Regions from separate parts of the Rattus norvegicus genome. Here region 2 is linked to region 1. The links are chromatin contacts, called in public Hi-C maps. All regions are on one chromosome and are shown on one strand. The core of a region is the stretch at or near the end of the contact, and the rest is flanking DNA. Distances in the headings are between cores, read along the strand shown. Region 1 has its middle 27 kb from the start of Ap1s3. Region 2 holds the start of Mrpl44 (mitochondrial ribosomal protein L44).

Region 1 (3,881 bases), core at 632-3,131:
TCTGCTGTCACATCTGATGCAGCATGACTCAGATCATGCTGTTCTGTAAGCCCAACTCACAACTCTTGTCCCATCCACAGTAGAAGAATGCTTTCATTTTCCTCACCCCTCCTTTCAGCTGTGGTCTCTCATTCTTATCTCTTACCTCTGCCCTTGTCATCATCTTTCTAACTTGTAAAATATTTTATTTGTGTGTTTGTTTACTTATTGACAGGGGGGACAAACTTGGCCCCAGGAGCAGGTTTTCCCCCTATCATGTGAGGTCCTAGGGTTCGAACTCTGGTCCTCGGTCTCGTTAGTGCCTGCCTTCATTCTCTGAGCCGTCTTGTCAGCCCCTCCCGCCTCTATGACTAGGGAGTTTGTGGATAAGCTCATGAGCATATTGTCATGCACAGCAACGGTGTTTGCCTGATGCTTTGAGGATATGGGTCAGCGGTAGAGCACTGCCTGGCCAGTGCAGAGTGGACGGAGAGAAACACTTGGCACGGGCCATGCCTTAGCCACTTAAGTTAATCAGTAAAGAACAACAGTCCATCTTCTTTAAAGTATCGGTGCTAGCCCAGTTTGTGCCAATCAGCTGCTGTGAAGTGGTGTGCAAGTGAAAAGCAAGTGGTGTGAATTCGCTCAGGGTGAGCCTGGAGTAGGGCTGCTGGGAGGACATTTCCTCACAGCCACCCTCCCACCACCTCCCTTCCCTGGCAGGCTGCTGGCACATTAACCAAAGGCTGGAAGTGGTATAAGATAGAGGTATAAGACAGACTATAAAGTTGATGAGCCACAGAGGCCATGGTGAGGTGTTGGTCTTCCTAAAACAGCAGAGTCTACTTTGGTGGGGGGAGGGGCTTCTTATCATGAGGCTGTAAGAACCCACCCTCAGTTTTATGCTCTTGTGGATGCTGTCGTATTTCTTAAGTTATTTCCACAGAGCTTCATACCTTCCTCCTATGAAGTGGTGATATCTCTTGTGTTCCCCCTAAAACTGAGCCTACTTCAGTGAATTTCAGTGGCTCACCAGGCCAGCCTTGGTAACTCTGGGAAACTGGTAGAAGGTAAAACATGTGATTCTGAGGCTAGGTCAGAAAATGGCATGAAGTTCTCATCTGTCTGGGAAAACAGCTCCAGCTGACAGCCAGCACAAGCATCCAGCCTTGTGAGTGTCCCATCCTGGACATCCAGCGCAGCCCAGCTTTTTGGTTGCCGTAGATGCAGCCAGCAACATCTGGAACGTCAGGAGGCACCAGAAACAGGCACTGCTGTGGGACCCTGCTCTCAGATTCCTGACCCACAAAAGTGTGGACAAGAAAACAGACTTTTAAAGAGTGTTAGTGTGCTTTGCAGTGTGCAGCGTGGTGTCCTGACATGTAAAGCCCCAGTCTCCAAGTTCCTCGTTAGATTCCCAGCATGCAGAACTGTCTGGAAAGAAGAGCTGTAGCCCACAGTGGTAGAACACATGTGAGGGGCCACTGCAGAAACCAGTTGCTTTTCCACCAGGGCCAGCTGAAGCCATTCTCTCCTTCACCTCCTTCCCTCTACTATCCCAAGACCAAGTTTTGTTTGTTTCTAACCATATTGATTTCGGTTTTGAACCAACAGGCATGGGATAACCAAAACATTATATTAACAGAATATAGAGGCACTGGAGTTCTACAGTGTTTGTAAATTATGCATGGAGATTAGAGCAGTGAGAAAAGCTTTGAGTCACTGAATTTTCTGCAGTCTGCTACATGTGATTCTTGTCTTTTAAGCCTGTGTCTTTGTTGACACGCAGTTCACTTGTTGAAAAAACCTTGAGCATAAAGCAAAGCTCGGCTGTGGTGAGCTTACATTCTTACAGAGGGAAACAGTGACTCAACAAATAGATCACTTGTACAGTGTACCAGAAAGTAATAAGCGGGAGGAAGCAAACAGAAGGAGCAGGTTTCTAGAGATGGAAGGCGGATGGGAGGTGTGGTAGGAGGCGGCTTGCCAAGTTAAACTGTGGTCAGAATGACACATGTACAAAGATTTTAAAGGAGAGAGCAAAGCCAGAAACAAGGAAAACGATCCAGGGAAGAGAAAACAGCTGACATGTGTGTTCGGTCTGTCCCCAGACTGCATGTGACCAAGGAGCTATGAATTAAACCAAGCACAAAGTTGTAAACGTGCTTAAAACACTAAGGTTTCTCTTTCTTTTCTTTTTTAACTTAAAACACTTGATTGCAAACTTCTCATGCCTGAACTTGTTTACGACAGTGTTATGATGTGATGTCAAAAGGCCAGACACACCTGGATAGAGCAAGAGGTCCAGGCCTTCACAGCAAGCTTCGCGTGTCTGGAGAAAAGCAATGATCTAGAGTGTGTATAGCCAAAGAAGTGATGGGGAGCCTCTCCAGAACCTGTGAAAGTCCAGACAAGAGATACGACACACAAAAGAAGAGAATGAACTTATTCACTGTGGTCACATTTGGGAACAGAAGCAGGGATCAAAGCCAGGTGTGCTAGCACACACCTTTAATCCCAGCACTCAGAAGGCAGAGCAGGTGGAGCTCTGAGTTTGAGGCTGACCCAGTCTATGAAATGAGTTCTGGGACAGCCAGGGCTGTTACAACCCTGTCTCAAAACCACAAAGGAAAAGACGGCGTTGTCTATTAACCCCAAGTACAACCTCAGTACACTAACATGAGGTTTAGGTTTCAAGAGAGCCCAGAGGTATGCATATTTAAGCAGTCCTGGTCAAGATATGGTCCTAGCTGTCACTGGTCCACCATCTCTGATCCAGTTCATCCTGCAAGGTATCCTCAGGGAAGTATCCAGGTCTGTGTGAAGTCTTCCTGGCAGCCACTTTGTCATTTTGCTGTCATGAGCGAAGGCCCTTTGTACTTTCCCTCACAGGAGATTCTTCGGAGGTTTTAGTGGTTCAGGGGTTCATTCAGGAAATGCAGCAGCTGGACAGCACAGTTGTCCCTCTTTAACATCTCTTTGCCTCTGCCTGGATGGTGACAAGGTCAGGGCACAGCTTGGAAGACAGCACAACACCAGGAGTTGAGTATCTCCCACTTCCCGATGGAGTCGTGATGAGTCTGGGGTGCCACTTAGTTCCATTTCTGTTGCTGTGCTGAAGTATGATGACTAACAGTAACTGAGGCAAGACTTGTTGCTTTTCCCATAATCCTAACTGTCACGGCCAGGGTGTGTCACGAAGTGCCTGTCTGAATGCTTGGCCCGGATGGGGGAGCCGGATCTTCAGCCTCTCGCCAGCAGCAAGGAATCAGGAAGTACAGCATGCTCAGAGTTCTCCAGTCCCACCTCTAGCAGGGCTCCACTCCCTAAAGCTCCATAGCTTTCACACACAGCACAGTGTTCAGTGTTCCCTATGGGGAACATTTCCTCAGCCTGCTACGGGCGCTTTTAAACAGTCTTATCCCTTACCCCTAAGTAAACTTTTGTCTCCATAAAGCTTGGGTGTCAGCGCCATGGATTTAATGAAGGTTTTGGGTTGTGTTGTTTTGTCTGTTTGTTGTGCTTTGTTTTTAACTCACATTTCAAGTATAACTTGTGAAAATCAACAAATAAAAATTACCAAATGTATATTGTAGCCAAGAATCAAAGTGCCTATCTTAATTCCTAGCCTGGGAGAAGTTAAACCAGGAAGACCATGTGCTCCTGTCTCAAGAAAACAAAATTAAACAAACAAAAGATACTTCAATTTCTTTCACAATCTTTATGTGGAATTATAACAAAATTTAAATTTCTAATTACACCATAATTTATTTGTGCCTGGTATCTGGAAATGTGAGATAGATACATTTCATGATGTTGGAAGTAAAACTAACAGATTCAAGAGCCTGGTGAGAACGTGGCAGTCTTTAATACACAGTCCCGCAGGAAGGGATGCTAGCACA
Region 2 (3,881 bases), core at 852-3,351, 70 kb before region 1:
CTGCAAAGAAAGTCCGACGTAACACAGGCTGGGGGACAGGAAACTCCGCACTGAGCGTCAACTGCTCCACAGCCAAGTTACTGGCCACGTGACAGACAACTGCCTCACCAGTAAGAAAGTTAACTAGACTCTCAATGCCTTCGGTGGGCAAGTTTGGAAACTCGTCTTCAAGAAACTGTGTGAGGCACCGATGTGAAAAAGACAGCCCTTGCTCAAACAGTTCTTGATTGTCCTTAAGATTCAGAAGAGCGGCTTCTTTCTCTATGCCGAGGTTCTGACGTTTCGCCTCTTCACTTTTGATGTAGCAGCTATTGACAAATGCTGTTTTGAGAAGGTCCAACGAAAAGGCCTCTTGTAACCGGGACCCAAAGGCTTGTATCTCCGCATGGTAATCCCAGTTTGGCTTCTCTGAGCTGAGGAGGTAGAAACAGTAAGAGATGGTAAGGAGAAGGGCATGGTACCACGTACAACTGTGCTGTAACTATTACACAGAGGAACGCAATCATTTTATTTTTCTTTTATTGTCGGGTTTTGACAGTTTAGATACAAAAAAAGAATACAGGTGAACGCTGACAGTCCTTTATCAGTCTCCATAAATGTGGATTAATTTTTTCATTTTGGCTTCATTGCCATATTAAAGAGACTGTTCACATCAGATTAGGCTGCTCTTCTAGCTTTTAAGTTCCTTCCTTCTGCTCTAACTGTGAAATAATGCTTTCCACCTGAGTATGAACAAATTATAACTATATAGATTCAGGCCACAAACTAAAAGTAATTCTATTTAGCTTATATCCTATTTATTTAAATCTCAGAAATGTCCACTTGAATTTCCAGTTACATAAGCTAGTATCAGTATTCTAAGTGTTTTAAAAGTTCATAACCATGGGTGAGAGTTGAGGCTGTTGTAATTCAGCGGTAGAGTGCCTATCTAGCAGACACAAAGGCCTGGTGTGTGCAGGTACACTACACAGTCACACACAGACAAGAATTAAAACATCTTTTCCTAGAGAAAAATATAGCCAAAACAAAACTCTTTAAAGAGAGAGAAGAAACGTAGAGAGATCTAAGTTGAAAATCTAAATTTGTTTTCTACAGTTTTTCCCAATTTTAATTCATGAATCTTAAAATACCCACCTGTCTACTGGGCAAGGGAATGAAAATTAAGACATGATTCTGAGTTTTGCTTATTAAGCCACAATTCTTTGTAATAGAAGGTGTGTTCTCACTGGTGTTAGTGTGAACAGAGGTCAATACTCTCCTGGAGGGCAATATTAAGGCAATCAAAATTTCAGCTCAGGAATAACTAGCTAGAGACAGTTTCTGCTTCACATGTGTACTAACAATCTAACGAAAGTCAAATGCCAGTGCAACTGTAAGAATGAAGTCGACCTTCGTGTACTTTTGTCCACAAAGACAGAGTAAACAGAATATGCAAGATGCAGGATCATATATGAGCATGATGCACTTAATAAAAACGTGTGGAGTTTTTTGTTGGTTGTTTTCATTCGTCCTCCCCCAGCCCTCAGGCAACAAGATTAATTAGATCAAAAACCTAAACTTTTACCCTCTTACTCCAGGCAGTGGACACGAAATTCAGTTTACATAGAACTAAATTTTTCTGCCCTGGTACGCAACGCTGTAGAATGAACGATCCTATTTCTCTTAAAGGTACCCAATTGGCCTGAGATTAGGAAGGGACAAAATTGGGCCAATTCCAATTACAAGCAGTTACCCTCTGTCGGATCCCACTTATTTTCGGCTAGTGAGATTCTGCAGGGGGCAGCCCGGCCTCTGTCGCCCAGTTCCTCTGCCCCAGGCCGGTGGCGGACACGTCCCCACCGCAGTTGCAGGCAGGCAGCTGCAGCCCAGTGTCCTCAACCATTCGACCCTCCCGAGACGCCTACCGTCGCACCGGCGGTGGCGGGCTGCGTAGCAGGCGCCATCGCTCCAGCTCCTTCTGGAAGCGGAAGGCGGCACGGAATCCCTTCTTCACTCCCCGAACTGGAGGAACCAACGTAGGGGCGGCCGGAGCCAAGAGGCGGCGAGGGCCCTGCTGCAGCAGCCGGAATACAGCAGAAGCCATGGCAAGAACAGGGCAATGGAGAGCGGAAGGAAGACAGCCGGACCGGTGTAGTGGGAACGCGGTTGCCCGGAAACTGGTGCAGCAACAGAAAGAGGCCTCAGTGCTGCAGGACACCCAAGAAAGTGCGTGACTAGCATAGTGCGCATGCGCAAGTGCTTCTTTCTGCCCATTCTATAAATATGGGTGCAGAAATTATTGGGAGACAGTTGCTTGACCCTGTCAGTCTCTCTTGTGTTTATTTCTCATTAAAGCAAAAACAAAAACTAGTTTCGTTTTCGTTTTAATAAAAAAGGCAACAATGTCCCTGCGGTCACCCAGTTTAGACTCCAGGGTCTTTAGGTGTGCCTACTTTCACAGCTTGTTCTGGTTACTAAATTATTTTTTAATTTATTTCCTTCCTCTCTTTGGTTATTGTAATTGGTTTCCAAACAAGACTAGTATCTGTCTTCCTGCCCAGGAAATGTATTTTCACCTGCTTTGAAATACTGACCAAGACATGTTACTGCCCAGTTAGGGTGTTTATGCTAGGATTGTGCACCCTCGTTTGAGCTTTTTCAAAATGGAGAATCTGAATGGCTATAAACGAGCTTCTAACAGATATCTGGTTGAAGCAAATTTTCTAAAACAAATCAAAATGATATTAAAAGCATTGAAAATTCGTGGACCATCAGATAAATGGATTCCAAGAAACCACAGGGAATTTTCATTTCTGCAACATAACATTTATTGGTAGAATTAATCTGAAGCTGGTTGATGTAACTGATGAACCAGCCTGTCTCATCTTTGACTTGAAAGCCATCTTACAATAAAGACAAACTACATTTGTACCTGTTTATGATTAAATCTCTGTTTCTCAAAGACTAGGCTATACCCCACCAGTCACCTTAGCTACAGATGGTTCTGTACTGCCTGTTCCAGGAATAGCAACCATGCATTTGTTTCAAAAGGTTATCGTGACCACATGTTGTTATGACCACTTTGCAACCACATCTTTGTTTCAGGAGGTTATTACAACCAACTTCTTGTGCTTGTGTTTTGTGTCTGTAACTCTGCCTATTTGCCTGCCAAATCCCACATCTGGAAACCCCCTACTCTGGACTACAAAAAAAACCTCTTATCTTCCCTAGATCTAATGCTGATCTCTTGAACCGCACCTTCACTGAGAGGCAGCCAATGTACACAAATTTTAAAGATTTGCTTTAATTAATAGCTTTCTTTATTTAACTTGGCCATAATGATTTGAGTTGGGGGTCTTTCTCCTCATATCTGTGGGATTAACAGTAATCACAAGTTTAATAAAGTTAAGGAAGAAGACCCACACACATCGAGGGTTCCCATTCAGATCCCAGATTAGGAACAAACCACACCCAAACACCTGTTTTCACTTTATTAAGTGGAGAAGAAAAATTAAAGTTGCTGCTTTCTGACTCAGGCAGAAAAACAGTAGCAAATGTTGCGGTTTAATTTTTAAGAATAAAAAAAGAGAGGGCTGTGTTAGGGTGGATGATGTATTTTGATTGGGCATTTTAATTAGGTGAGCCAAAGGGGGCTTATGATTGCCGGACTCCAATACTTAGATAGCTGGACCTTGGTGGTCAGTCTCAGGAAGAGGAAGTGGACAAATAAGGGAATAGACTAGCTATAGGAATGTGGCAGCCAGGTTTAGGAATGTAGTCTAATGGGTTTAACAAGACAGAGGGATTGGAGAAGGACAGGCCTACCAAAGCCATGCTGCCATAGTCCCTTCAGTTAAAGTGCTGTGTCTCTATGTGCAGAGGCTCTCGGCAACAACAGCTAT

What was found. A called contact is a pair of places that touch in the nucleus more often than the background predicts.
Region 2: a Hi-C map of the Rat2 cell line shows a contact between it and region 1, with 1.9 times the contacts expected there. The contact joins the promoter of Mrpl44 here to the enhancer-like site in region 1. A contact is called at or near these places in 3 of 12 Hi-C or Micro-C datasets (the Rat2 cell line and kidney).

Annotation. Positions count from the first base shown.
Region 1 is chr9:88,482,936-88,486,816 of GRCr8, reverse strand. It overlaps a transcript of Wdfy1 not described here. Among named protein-coding and RNA genes, the nearest start is that of Ap1s3, 27 kb to the right of the region's middle. Within about 2 kb of position 1,881, at least 11 of the 93 cell types and tissues checked have an H3K27ac peak or open chromatin away from gene starts, as enhancers often do.
Region 2 is chr9:88,553,270-88,557,150 of GRCr8, reverse strand. It overlaps Mrpl44 (mitochondrial ribosomal protein L44), which reads right to left and starts at 2,101. Exons shown (of 4, transcript NM_001031650.1): 1 at 1,905-2,101; 2 at 1-413. The coding sequence starts at 2,083.